2 separate regions of the Sus scrofa genome follow, and region 1 is linked to region 2. The links are chromatin contacts, called in public HiChIP or PLAC-seq maps. All regions are on one chromosome and are shown on one strand. Each heading gives the region's core, a stretch centred on a gene start, on an enhancer-like site or on the middle of the called end of the contact. The rest is flanking DNA. Distances are from core to core; before and after follow the strand shown. Region 1 has its middle 33 kb from the start of CEP76. Region 2 overlaps CEP192 (centrosomal protein of 192 kDa).

Region 1 (6,323 bases), core at 841-3,340, 150 kb before region 2:
CTAAAAGGTTATTACCTTTGATTTTGCATCTGTCACTGAGTTTCTCAGTTATTTTTTTTAATATCAGATTTACAAGGTCCAGGAATTTTACTTATTTATTTATTTATTTTTGCTTTTTAAGGTCGCACCTGCGGCATAGGGACGTTCTCAGGCTAGAGGCTGAATCAGAGCTGCAGCTGCAGGCCTACGCCACAGCCACAGCAACAGGGGATCCGAGCCATGTCTGTGACCTACACCACAGCTCATGGCAACACTGGATCCCTGACCCACTGAGTGAGGCCAGGGATCGAACCCACCCACTCATGGGTCCTGGTCGGATTCATTTCAGCTGTGCCACAAAAGGAACTCCTAGAAATTTTATTTAATGCAAAGGATTATCTCTGGTCCCTTTTTTTTTTTTTTTTTTTTTTGTCTTTTTGCCATTTCTCGGGCCGCTCTCGCGGCATATGGAGGTTCCCAGGCTAGGGGTCAAATCAGAGCTGTAGCCACTGGCCTACACTAGAGCCACAGCAACGCGGGATCCGAGCCACGTCTGCAACCTACATCACAGCTCACGGCAACGCCAGATCCTTAACCCACTGAGCAAGGGCAGGGACTGAACCCACAACCTCATGGTTCCTAGTCGGATTCGTTAACCACTGCGCCACGACAGGAACTCCTCTGGTTCCATTTAAGTGGAACCAAATGACATGATGATATGAACCCAGTACCAGAAGAGTACATAGTCGTCAGCAGATGTCCCCACCTGCCCTGCACCCCACTCCCACTGAGCCCTTCTCCAAGGAGCACCCCTGATACTGTGATCTTCTCTTTCAGACCTTTAACACGAATGGAAAAGCTACTTATGTTTCTGCGTGCTAGTGAGTGTGTGCTGGTGCTTATTTATTTATACAAAAGTGTATTCGAATCATATATATTTTGGGACAACTCGTTATTTTTCTTTTTTTTTTTTTTTTTTTTTGTTTTTTGTTGTTGTTGTTGCTATTTCTTGGGCCGCTCCTGCAGCATATGGAGGTTCCCAGGCTAGGGGTCGAATCGGAGCTGTAGCCACCGGCCTACGCCAGAGCCACAGCAACGCGGGATCCGAGCCGCGTCTGCAGCCTACACCACAGCTCACGGCAACGCCAGATCGTTAACCCACTGAGCAAGGGCAGGGGCCGAACCCGCAACCTCATGGTTCCTAGTCGGATTCGTTAACCACTGCGCCACGACGGGAACTCCTCGTTATTTTTCTTAATGAAGCAATACATCATGGACACATTGACACCCAGTGTTCCAGTCTGACTCTCCAACTATTTATTTAGTCTATGCTCCTCTCGAGGGACATTTAAGTGTCAACAATTTTGGAACGCCTCGTTTTAAATGGGAGTTTTTAGCTGACAATACCCTTTTGTTAGCAGTAGCTTTGGTTCAAGCTCTTTAAAAGAATCTGGAAAAATGAATTGGGGTGTAGCCATAAAGGACCTCCTTAAAGGAACAAGGACAACTTTTTGCAGTTTCTCCGTCATCAGTTTTATCGTTGACACTAACATTAACAAAATATTAAAGAGTAAAAAGCAAAGGGAACATCTGGTTTTCAGCCCAGCATGTAAGGAGCTTGGATGTTGTCACTGTGTCCTAACAACAAAGAAAAAGATAAACAAACTGAAAAATGAACGACTCTTTTTAGTGGGGTCACAGGGTAAACGGCAGATACACAGACTCACAATTTACCAGATTGGAAGCCCACGTGCAGAAGTTCCCGCAGCAGGAAGACCCAGACAGCAACTCCTGGAGGCTCGGGGTGGACAAGGCTGACAGTGACAAGGTCCAGGTCCCCAGGTCGGGGGAGGGGGGAGAGGGAAGGGGCACATACTTGTGAGTTTTATCTCCAGGAGCTCGACCAGAGAAAAACTCTCATGTTTCTGCCGGGGGAGGGGAAAGCAACTTTAGGGTTCACCAGAGCCCTCTGTCCTTCTGAACAAGGTCTGACCTCAGTAGAAACTCTTCCCAGAGCCGAATCCGCTGGGGTTTTATCAGAGCCTCCTCTACCCAGAAGAAGGGAAGTATACAACCCCAGCCCATGGCAGCCGTCTCATCTTTCCTAACAGTGTGAGGTCAGGGGGCGGGGAACAAGGACCACTTGTGAAGGACACAGCCCAGGGCACAGGCTCACCATAGTTGGGATGCCTCCCTACCCCTCATCCCCTCATCCCACCACTACAGGCTTCTTTATCGCAGTTCCTTTACCCAGAACATCACATCCTGTTGTAAAGGGAAATTAGAAAGCACACCAAAGGCAAAACACATAATTTGAAGAGACAGAGCCAGCTTTAGAACCAGACGTGGAAGGGATGTTGAAATGACCAGACTGCGAATTTAAAACAACTAGGATGAAGACAAGGGCTCTAGGAGTTCCTGTCGTGGCTCAGTGGTTAACAAATCCGACTAGGAACCATGAGGTTGTGGGTTCGATCTCTGGCCTTGCTCAGTGGGTTAAGGATTCAGCGTTGCCGAGAGCTGTGGTGTAGTTTGCAGATGAGGCTCAGATCTGGCATTGCTGTGGCTCTGGCATAGGCCGGTGGCTACAGCTCCAACTAGACCCCTAACCTGGGAACCTCCACATGCTGCAGGTGCGGGCCTCAAAAGACAAAAGACAGGAAAAAAAGTATAAACTTCTAGTTAAAAAACAAATGTCATAGTGATGTCATGTACAGCACAGGGAATACAGTCAATAATGTAATAACTCTGTATGATGACTAATGGTTATTAGACTTACCATGATGACCAATTTGTAGTGCATATAAATGTCAAATCACCATGTTGTACATCTCAAACTAATATAAAATTGTATGTCAACTACACTTCAATGAAAACAAGTTTTAATGGAGTTCCCTGGTGGTGCAGTGGGTTAAGGATCTCTAGCATTGTCATTGCAGTGCCTTGTGCTGCTGCTGTGGTGCAGGTTCCATCCCTGGCCTGGGAAGTTCCGCATGCAGCCAGTGTGGCCCCCCTAAATTTTTTGTCTTTTTCAGAGCCACACCTGTGGCTATGGAGGTTCCCAGGCTAGGGTCGAATCAGAGTTACAGCTGCCGGGCTATACCACAGCCACAGCAATGCGGGATCCGAGCCACGTCTATGACCTACACCACAGTTCATGGCAATGCCGGATCCTCAACCTACTGAGTGAGGCCAGGGATTGAACTAATGGATACTAGTCAGATTTGTTTCTGCTGAGCCATGGAAAAAAAAATTTTTTTAAGGAAATCCAGGAGTTCCCGGTGTGGCACAGTGGTTAATGAATCCGACTAGGAGCCATGAGGTTGTGGGTTCGATCCCTGGCCATGAGCTGTGGTGTAGTTTGCAGACGAGGCTCAGATCTGGCATTGCTGTGGCTCTGGCATAGGCCGGTGGCTACAGCTCCGATTCGACCCCTAGCCTGGGAACCCATATGCCACAGGTGCGGCCCCAGAAAAGGCAAAAAAAAAAGAAAAAAAGAAAAAAAGAAAGAAAGAAAGAAAGAAAATCCAAGAAATGTGAGACAACTACAAGAGGTATAAGGGTATAAGATATGCAAAATGGGAATACCAGAAGGTGAAGTAAGAGAAAAAGGGAAATAAATATTTGAAGCAATTACGACTGAGGGACTTTCCGTTGTGGTGCAGTGGTAATGGGGAAGCTGACTAGTATCCGTGAGCACGTGGGTTTGATCCCTGGCCTCATTCAGCAGATTAAGGATCTGGCATTGCTGGGAGCTGTGGTGTAGGTTGCAGATGTGGCTTGGATCCCAAGTTGTTGCTGTATCTCTGACGTAGGCCTGCAGCTGTGGCTCCGATTCGACCCCTAGCCTGGGAACTTCCATATGCTGTGGGTGCTGCCTTAAAAGACAAAACAAACAGAGAAGAAAAAAAAAAAAAAAAAAAAAGACAGCAGACATTACCTCACTCTGGTCAGAATGTCCATCATCAAAAAGTCTACAAATAATAAATGCTACAGAGGGTGTGGAGAAAGGGGAATTTTCCTTTACTATTGGTGGGAATGTAAATTGGTGCAGCTTGCAGGATCCAGGGTGGGAAAAAAACCCTCTCTGCCAAATACCACTGATGTGCTCTGACCAATGATTGCTTCTTCTGATCACAGAGATGCACACAAACAGGTGGATGGTCAAGTTTTTGCATATTCCTCTGTTACTGCAAGTGAATTTGAGGGGATTTAAAGGGCTGGTGCCATTTGTTTCCCCTTCATTTTACTCTTTCCTTTTGGGAACCAAACATTAAAGTCTAGGTCGATCAGAAGCAACCACATATATGGGGGAAATTAACAAATCACCATCGTGCAAAGAGAAAGGCATGGGCTAAAAAAAGACCTGAAATGACCTCAATTTACACCTCAGGCTGATCTGTGGCACAGAGACAGCCTACAACAATCAAAAATAAGGAAGGGATGGAGAGAGAAAGAGAGAGAGGAAAAAAGGATAGAGAAGAAAAGAAAATGAAAATCCTGGAGTTTCTGTCATGGCTCAGCGATAATGAACGTGACTAAGATCCAGGAGAATGTGGGTTCAATCCCTGGCCTTGCTCAGTGGGTTAAGGGCTGGTATTGCTGTGAGCTGTGGTGTAGGTCACAGACGTGGCTCAGATCTGGCGTTGCTGAGGCTGTGGCTGTGGCCAGCAGCTGCAGATCTGATTTGACCCCTAGGTCGGGAACTTCCATATGCCACTGGTGTGGCTCCAAAAAGCAAAAAAAAAAAAAAAAAAAAAAAAAAAAGGAAAGAAAGAAAATGAAAGTCCTGAAGATGGGGGGAGGGAGAGATTCTGATTTCCAGATGTACTGCATTATTAGATTCAAATGTCTAGTTTTCAACAAAGAACCTGGATGGCAGATCCACTTGACAAAGTCTTTAAAACAACTGTCCTAAAGATGCCAAGGAATGAAAAGATGTGAAGTCAAGAAAATGATGCAGGAACAAAATGGATAGAGAAGAACCTGAAAGAAACCAAGAAGAAATTCTCCAGCTGAAAAGTAAAATAACTGAAATGAAAATTTCACTACAGGGATTCAGGGGCATATTTGAATAAGCAGAAGAATCAGCGAACTTCACGACAGGACAACTAAATCCTGGGTCTGTGGAACAGAAAGCAAAAAGATTGGGGCAAAGTAAGATCCAAATGGCCAAACAGCACATGAAAAGATGCTCAACACTGGGGAGATACAAATCAAAGGTATCATTTCCCACTCACTAGGATGCCTACCTTAAAGAAAAAAGCAGAAAATCATGTGTTGGTTAGGATGCTGACACTGGAACACTTGAGCACTCTTGGGAGAAATGTAAAATAGTACAAGTGGTGTGTAAAACAGACTGGGAGGTCATTAAAAAAATTATAAATAGGGAGTTCCGGCTGTGGCACAGCAGCTTAAGGATCTGGCATTGCTCCAGCTGAAGTGTAGGTCCCTGGCCTGGGAACTTTCATATACCATGGGTGCAGCAAAAAGAAAAAAAAAGTTAAAAATAGAATTATCATATGATCCTGCAATTACACTTATGAGGATATACTGAAAAGAACCGAAAGCAAAATCTGGACACCCATGCCAACTGAAAGCAGCATTATTTGCAATTGTTAAAATGCGGAAGCACCCAAGTGTCACTAATGGATGAACAAAATATGTATGTATATGTAATAGATTTTTTTTTTTTCTTTTTAGTTGGACTCTTAACCTGCTGAGCCTAGTCAGGTTCATTAACCGCTGAGCCACGATGGGAACCCCTGTTTGTCATTCTTTCTGCCCACGCCGCCCTGGAGAAGGTGCCCCGAGTCCCATCCCTGCAGATGGACGCTGCCTTCCTGTCATGTGATGCTGTCTCAGGAGCTGGAGGTACATCACTCCAGTCACGGCCCAGGTCATGCTACCAAAGTAACACAACATACGGGAGAAGCCCATCAGTGCAGATTCACAGGATTGGCTCCGAGCATGCAGGTTTGGGTAGAGATGTGGAAGGTTAATGACGCAAGAAAGCACGGAGAAATGTTGAGAAACAGCCTCAGAGTCAATATTCTCAGGCAAGGCATCGGCTCAGATGCTACCTTTTCTTCAAAAATCTGCTTTACATTCCATAAACATGACTAGTGTCCCTTTATTTTATTTTTTATTTTTTATTTTTTTTGTCTTTTTGCTATTTCTTGGGCCGCTCCCTTGGCATATGGAGGTTCCCAGGCTGGGGGTCTAATCGGAGCTGTAGCCACCGGCCTACGCCAGAGCCACAGCAACGCGGGATCCGAGCCGCGTCTGCAACCTACACCACAGCTCACGGCAACGCGGATCCTTAACCCACTGAGCATGGCCAG
Region 2 (6,101 bases), core at 3,005-5,504:
CTGACACTGCCAGCCTCCAGTATCCTCACCCTCGCAGACCATCTCTCTCTCGGCCTCTTAATCCCTTGCCTGAGAATGAAGGGGTTTAAAACACTGATTTAACACTTAAAGGCCTTATTCAAGTGCTTGTAAATGCTTTCATTCTTGGCTTTTTGTTTTTCTTCATTTTCTTTCAGAAGATTTTTCTAATTTAGGGTCTGTCTTGCATGTACTACAACCAGAACATGGTGTTTGGAACCTAAATGTGTTTGTGCTTCCACATCAAAGGAATAGTTGCCTCGTTGGTTGATAACCTTTGATGAAATATGAGATGTGTACACACAACAGTGACTCTGAGAGTTAACACACAGTAGCTGACTTCAGAACCTTTGGTGAAATACGAGAGGTGTACACATGACGGCCACAGTAGCTGGCTTCAGAATGCCTGTTCTGTACATTTTATTTTGAACTGTCACGGTATTAAGTTTCTTGTGATTTGTCATACTGGTTAATGTGAAAGCATATCATTACAAAGATCATTATAAAGTTCACTTTGCCTTTGAGACATATTAAGAAATGTTCTTAATTTTACAGGCTAATGTTGCAAATGACTAGTTTGTAAAATAAATCATTCCTGTGTATAAAGCAGCAAAACTTAATATGGACTGTTTGGTCTTTTTTTTTTTTTTTTGTTTTAAAGGAGACTGCCTCTTTTACTGCTTGGAATTACTGTTTAAAACTTTTGTAATTATTGTCCAAGTAGATTCTTTAATAAAATATATTTTTAAAGATATGAATCTGTTGCCTTATAAAAATAGAATGTATCCTATTTGATGGTTGGTAATGCTTTTATCTTCTTAAAATATCACGTTGCTAAAACAAACAAAAAATCCAAACAAATTAAGGGCTAATCATGGCATTTATTTAGAAAGGAGAAAGTTATATGTAGACTAACATCTAGAACTGAAAAATGTCCGCTTTCAATCTAATATACATTAGATTGTATTCTAAAATGGTATTTTATTTTTTTGCTTTTTAGGGCCTCATTCACAGCATATGGAGGTTCCCAGGCTAGGGGTCCAATAGAAGCTATAGCTGCTGGCTTACACCACAGCCACCACAACGCCAGATCCGAGCCACATCTATGACCTGTACCACAGCTCATGGCAACGCCAGATCCTTAAGCCACGGAACAAGGCCAGGGATGGAACCCACAACCTCATGGTTCCTAGTCAGATTTGTTTCTGCTGAGCCATCACAGGAACTCCCCTAAAATGATATTTTAAAATCTGAAATCAGAATATACTTGACAATGACTGATAAAATGATTAAAACTGTGGGACTAGTAATATTTCAGTTTTCTCAGGAATTCTCATGGCTAGAGAAAGATGTAATTGGAACAGCATGTCTGTAAGCTAATCACACATAGATATAGTTGTAAATGTATATTATAACTTATAACCCAATTTTCTTTTCTTTTCTTTCTTTTTTTTTTTGTCTTTTTGCCTTTTCGCCTTTTCTAGGGCTGCTCCTGTGGCATATGGAGATTCCCAGGCTAGGGGTCGAATTGGAGCTGTAGCCGCAAGCCTACGCCACAGCCACAGCAACACGGGATCCGAGCCACGTCCGCGACCCACACCACAGCTCGCGGCAACGCCGGATCCTTAACCCACTGAGCAAGGCCAGGGATCAAACCCACAACCTCATGGTTCCTAGTTGGATTTATTAACCACTGCACCACGACGGGAACTCCCTAACCTAATTTTCAAAGACTCTTTCCTATCAGTGTCATAACCCTTGAGCAAAGGATAAATAGCTTCTAAGATACATTTTAAGGAACATGTGAGTTTTGTATGTCTAGTAATTTAAATGTTTTGTATGTAGAGTTATCTTAGCATTCCAATGTAAGAAAAAAGCTCTTTCTAAATAATTTTCAAAGGTCTTCATTCTGTTAAAGAATATGTTTAAGACTAGTGGACTTGTCTAGTTTCATAGTAACAAGGATCTCACTTTAAGCTGGGATCTAGCTCAGGATTAGGATTCCAGGTCTTTGAGATTTCCAATCATAGAGGCACCTGGGATAGGATGGTAGAATGAGTTGACACAGACTCTTCAATTCAGTGAATATTGGGCATCTTGTATAAGATACTGAGTCAAATAATCAGAGATATGTAAAAGGAGGTAGTTTGTATACATTCACTCTGATGGAAGAAGGCATTTACAGAATTTACAAGGGGGTAATGAGGATTCAGCTTCATAGTAAAGGTTGAGCAGTACAGTAGGCATTACATTGATTTATTGGAGCCAGCAGGGTTTGGAAGGGATGTGACATCTCACGGAGAAAGGTAGAGTCCAGGGAGATGGTCCAAACCCAGAACAGGATGGGGTGTGTTCAGGCAGGAGGATGTGAGTATTAGTCTCATGAAAGAATAAGATTCATCTGGGGAGCAAGTGAGATTTACATTGTAGAAGGTGTCTGTGGTTGACATGTTACCACTCAAAACAGTTGGTAAAGGGGAGTTATGGGAGACACCTGCCTTTTCCTCCCTGGATAGGTGTTACTTCTAACTCCCTGGGAGGTACCTGTGGCCATGGGGCTGCTTCAAGCTCTACTTGAATGTGGAGATGGGAATTCACTGGGAGTTCTTCGTCTTCAGCTGGCAAGTGAAGTTGGATATGTTAGTTGAGTACTTCCTTCTATAGGCCAATATTGTAGATGCCTTATGCAACTTAACTGGTTTAATCCTCAACCAAACCTTGAGGACACCTGCAGCTTAAAGCTGCGTGAGGCTGCACAGCATAGGCAGTGAGAACACTGAGATTTGAGCAGATTTAGGCAGTCTGGTGTCAAGAGTCTAGGTTCTTGTCCCACAGATACTTTGGGATCATGGTCGGGTTGCTGGGTGTTTCGGGGAGAGCTCTGGTCACTTGATCTTTATGAAGGATGGTAAGCTGCAACAGGGTGGAGCATGGACACATTCCAGCAGTTCACCACCAGCATGTGGCCATGGTGTAGGTAGAGGGCTGCTCGTTATACAAAAATAGCATCCTTTCAGCTCTAGCGCTAAACATTTGGATTATTTTTCAAGATTCAGAAAATCTTGGCAGTGCTTCTTTGCCTGCCTGCTTGTGTCTCTCACAAGCATCCTATTTTAATAAATCTATTTCTGGCCTATCAAAAATATTTGAGATTTTCTCCACTTAATCTTTGTTCATTGAGTGTGGACAGAGGTAGAAGAGGGGGGTAGTTAAATGTCAAGGCTGGAAGATTTCAAGAAGAGATGTCAAGAGAACTGCGGAGATGTCACTGACTCTGACATTTGTGGAAGTAGTGTTTGGGGCCAAGCCAGCCAGAAAACATGGAATGAGTGGTGTAAGATGTGAGAGGAGTTGATTAAGGGTAGGAAAGACAGAATGATTTTTGTGAGATGAAACAATTAAGGAAGGGTAGGTGTTTTGCTTCGTTTTTAAGATGGAGAGATGCAGCATTTCCAAAGGCAGAGAGAGAGCAAAACAGTGACGATGGCCTGCAGGAATGGTAATTGGGCAATATTTTGGAGGAGATAGAAAGTCATGTGATTAACATGTCTTTCCCCACCAGGCTAAAATTAGGAATAGGGACTGTTAAAGTCAACTTTTTCCCCCCATTCTCTCCCAAATGTGCAGCGTCAATATTCATAACCGGTTGAATGAAGTTTAGGAGTTTACTTTGGAAAAGAGGGACTGTGTGGAAGAAATTCTGAGATAAAGCGAAGTGGTTTGAGTAAAGCTGAGCAGCAGTAAGGTTTCAGTTAGGGCTTCGTGCTGAGCAGGTGTTGGTGATGAGATTCGTGGCTAAGGAGGACGGGAAAACGTAGGAAGGTAATTAGGGATGGATGGTCTCACCCCTTTCCACCCAGACCAACCTTACTGCGCTGTAACAACGACTCGGTGTAGCGCGGACCCGGGGATGACTTAAAACCGTAGCTGCAACCGTGTAAACGTGCGGCAGATGACCGCACATTTCACGTCCGTTCCTGTAGGGACAGAGTGCCGACACTTCCGAGGTCGGGGTGTGTCAGGTGACTTGTCCACCCGAAATACTGTAGTACACACAAGGTGAGAGACCGCGCCCGGGTGTCCCGGGTAAGGGAGGGCGGTCTTCTCCAGTGGGCGTGGCTCTCAGGGCGGTGCCTTCAGGCTGGAGTAAGACTTCAAGCTTCAAATCCGGGCGCGCACCCTCGTCCAATCAGCGCGCTCGTCACTTTGCGCTGTCCAATCCAAAGCCCGCTTGGTGTCCCCGCCCCTCGCCTCGTGCCGCGAACCGACGTAAACCCGAGGGGCGCGCGGTACGGCCTAACCCGGCGGCCGCAGTGGGGGACGGGCGCACGCGCACTTTCGATGCTCTCGGACACCGGACGCCCCCTCCTCCGCGAACTTTGAACTTGCTCGGCCTTTGCTTCCCGCTACGCGGGCTCGGTGGAGGGGCGGCGGCGACTTGTGCTGATGTGAGGGCCGGGCCTCCGGACTCGGGTCTCGTTTCTGTTGCCCGGTCCCGGGTCTCCCCTCCCTCATACGCCCCCCCGCTCGCGGGCCCGGCGGGCGGGGGTCACGCGCTGCTGACCGGCGGGTCCCGCTGCGGCCCCGCGGATCGTTTCTTGGAAAAACGGGAAAAGAGACAGTGTTTGACGTCACTCTGCTTTTTTTCTCCCGACTGCAGACTTTGTTTGCTGAAGCATGAGGTCCCCTTCGAGGCGGTCGCCTGGAGGACAGCTGTTTTCATGACAGTGTTTTCACTCGCTGTTACCATTTTGAGGTCGTTCGACTGGAGTTTTTACTGCCCCAAAATAAACTCTTTCTCCGGATTTCAAGTTTTAGGGCAAAGATTACGGTAAGCTTTGAAAACTGCTATACCAAATGCCTACCTAGTTGTAAAGAGTGCCCTAGGATTTTGGGGAGGTTTGACTTTGCCTTTGTTCTGCAGCATATGCTTTTGAATGTGTTCACTTATAAACGTAGGCTTCCAGTCGACTACAGCAAATGATATTTTATATATCCACGCCCGAAATTAAAGTAATTAAATGAGTACACTCAAGCATGAAAATTGAGGTTGCTGCTTTAAGCAAAAATCAAGAGAAATCCCAAACATGGTTACTTAGTTCAGACATAGTCAAGGGAAGTATAACATTGTGTTGTGTTAATACTTAAGGTGATTGAGGAGGGCTGGTAATGCAATAGGGACGAGTTAGGGGATTTTCCTTTCTAGGAAAGCTCTAGGAATGTGGGGCAACATGGATGGCTTAGAGCGAGCGTAATTCTTTCTGGGAAAGAGAGACTGGGTATTAGATTGCATCTTGAGGAATCTTCCACTGGATTGTGTTACTGTTTGCATGCTCAGCAAAGCTCTACTGGAGCACTTTAGGTGTGTCGTAAGTGATAGGGGTTGTCAGCTTCCTTAGGGGAGCTGCCATGTATGTTGCTTCATGCAGAGGGTCTTTCATAGTTTGTGTTTGATAATGATTGTTGCACGAATGATCTTTGCTTAATATCTGATTTTCTTGGATTTGAATCCTAAAGAGGGATGGTAACCCTTAAAGAGATTGGTGTATATTTGGACAGGGTGTATGTATTTGTAAATGAATGAGTGACTTAGTAAGCACAAGACTAGATGCAGGAGGCTAGTTGGAAGATTTGTGCAGTAGTTTAAGGAGTGACATACAGGCAAGGCCTCTGCTCTTAGGGAGCAGTCTTTTTAGTGGAAGAAGACAGACCAACATGGACAGTGATAAATGCTGGAAGAAATTAAAATGATCGTGGCAAACCGTGGGGCCACTTTGACTTCCTGATAGGGGGTCACCTCGCTTAGAAGGTGACGTTTACCTTGAGGTGAATGTTGGGAAGGAGCCAGCTGTGCAGGTATTTACAAGCGTATTCCAGGCCCCAAGGTAGGGATGGGTTTGGCTCTTGCAGGAATGGAAAAACTAGTGTGTGGTGAGTGAGGCTGGGTGGGCGGGAGAGGAGGTGCCTCACTGAAGTTGTCAGGAAGGTACGGTTCCAGATTCACATGTAATGGCCCCTTTGCCAGTGGAGAAGGAATTGTAGGGTAAGACTGGAAGCGTGGAGGCTGGTTAGGAGGCTTTTCA

What was found. HiChIP or PLAC-seq counts read pairs in DNA pulled down with a chosen protein or histone mark.
Region 1: an H3K27ac HiChIP or PLAC-seq map of alveolar macrophages shows a contact between it and region 2. The contact joins two enhancer-like sites. A contact is called at or near these places in 2 of 47 Hi-C or Micro-C datasets (embryonic fibroblasts and epiblast stem cells) and 1 of 2 datasets of contacts at active chromatin or transcription factors (alveolar macrophages).

The regions. Positions count from the first base shown.
Region 1 is chr6:96,856,913-96,863,235 of Sscrofa11.1, reverse strand. No RefSeq gene overlaps it. Among named protein-coding and RNA genes, the nearest start is that of CEP76, 33 kb to the left of the region's middle. Within about 2 kb of position 2,090, at least 16 of the 83 cell types and tissues checked have an H3K27ac peak or open chromatin away from gene starts, as enhancers often do. A contact at or near this core is called in alveolar macrophages, where this site is marked.
Region 2 is chr6:96,705,369-96,711,469 of Sscrofa11.1, reverse strand. It overlaps CEP192 (centrosomal protein of 192 kDa), which reads left to right. Exons shown (of 54, transcript XM_021096019.1): 9 at 4,679-4,849. Among named protein-coding and RNA genes, the nearest start is that of CEP192, 25 kb to the left of the region's middle. Within about 2 kb of position 4,254, at least 62 of the 83 cell types and tissues checked have an H3K27ac peak or open chromatin away from gene starts, as enhancers often do. A contact at or near this core is called in alveolar macrophages, where this site is marked.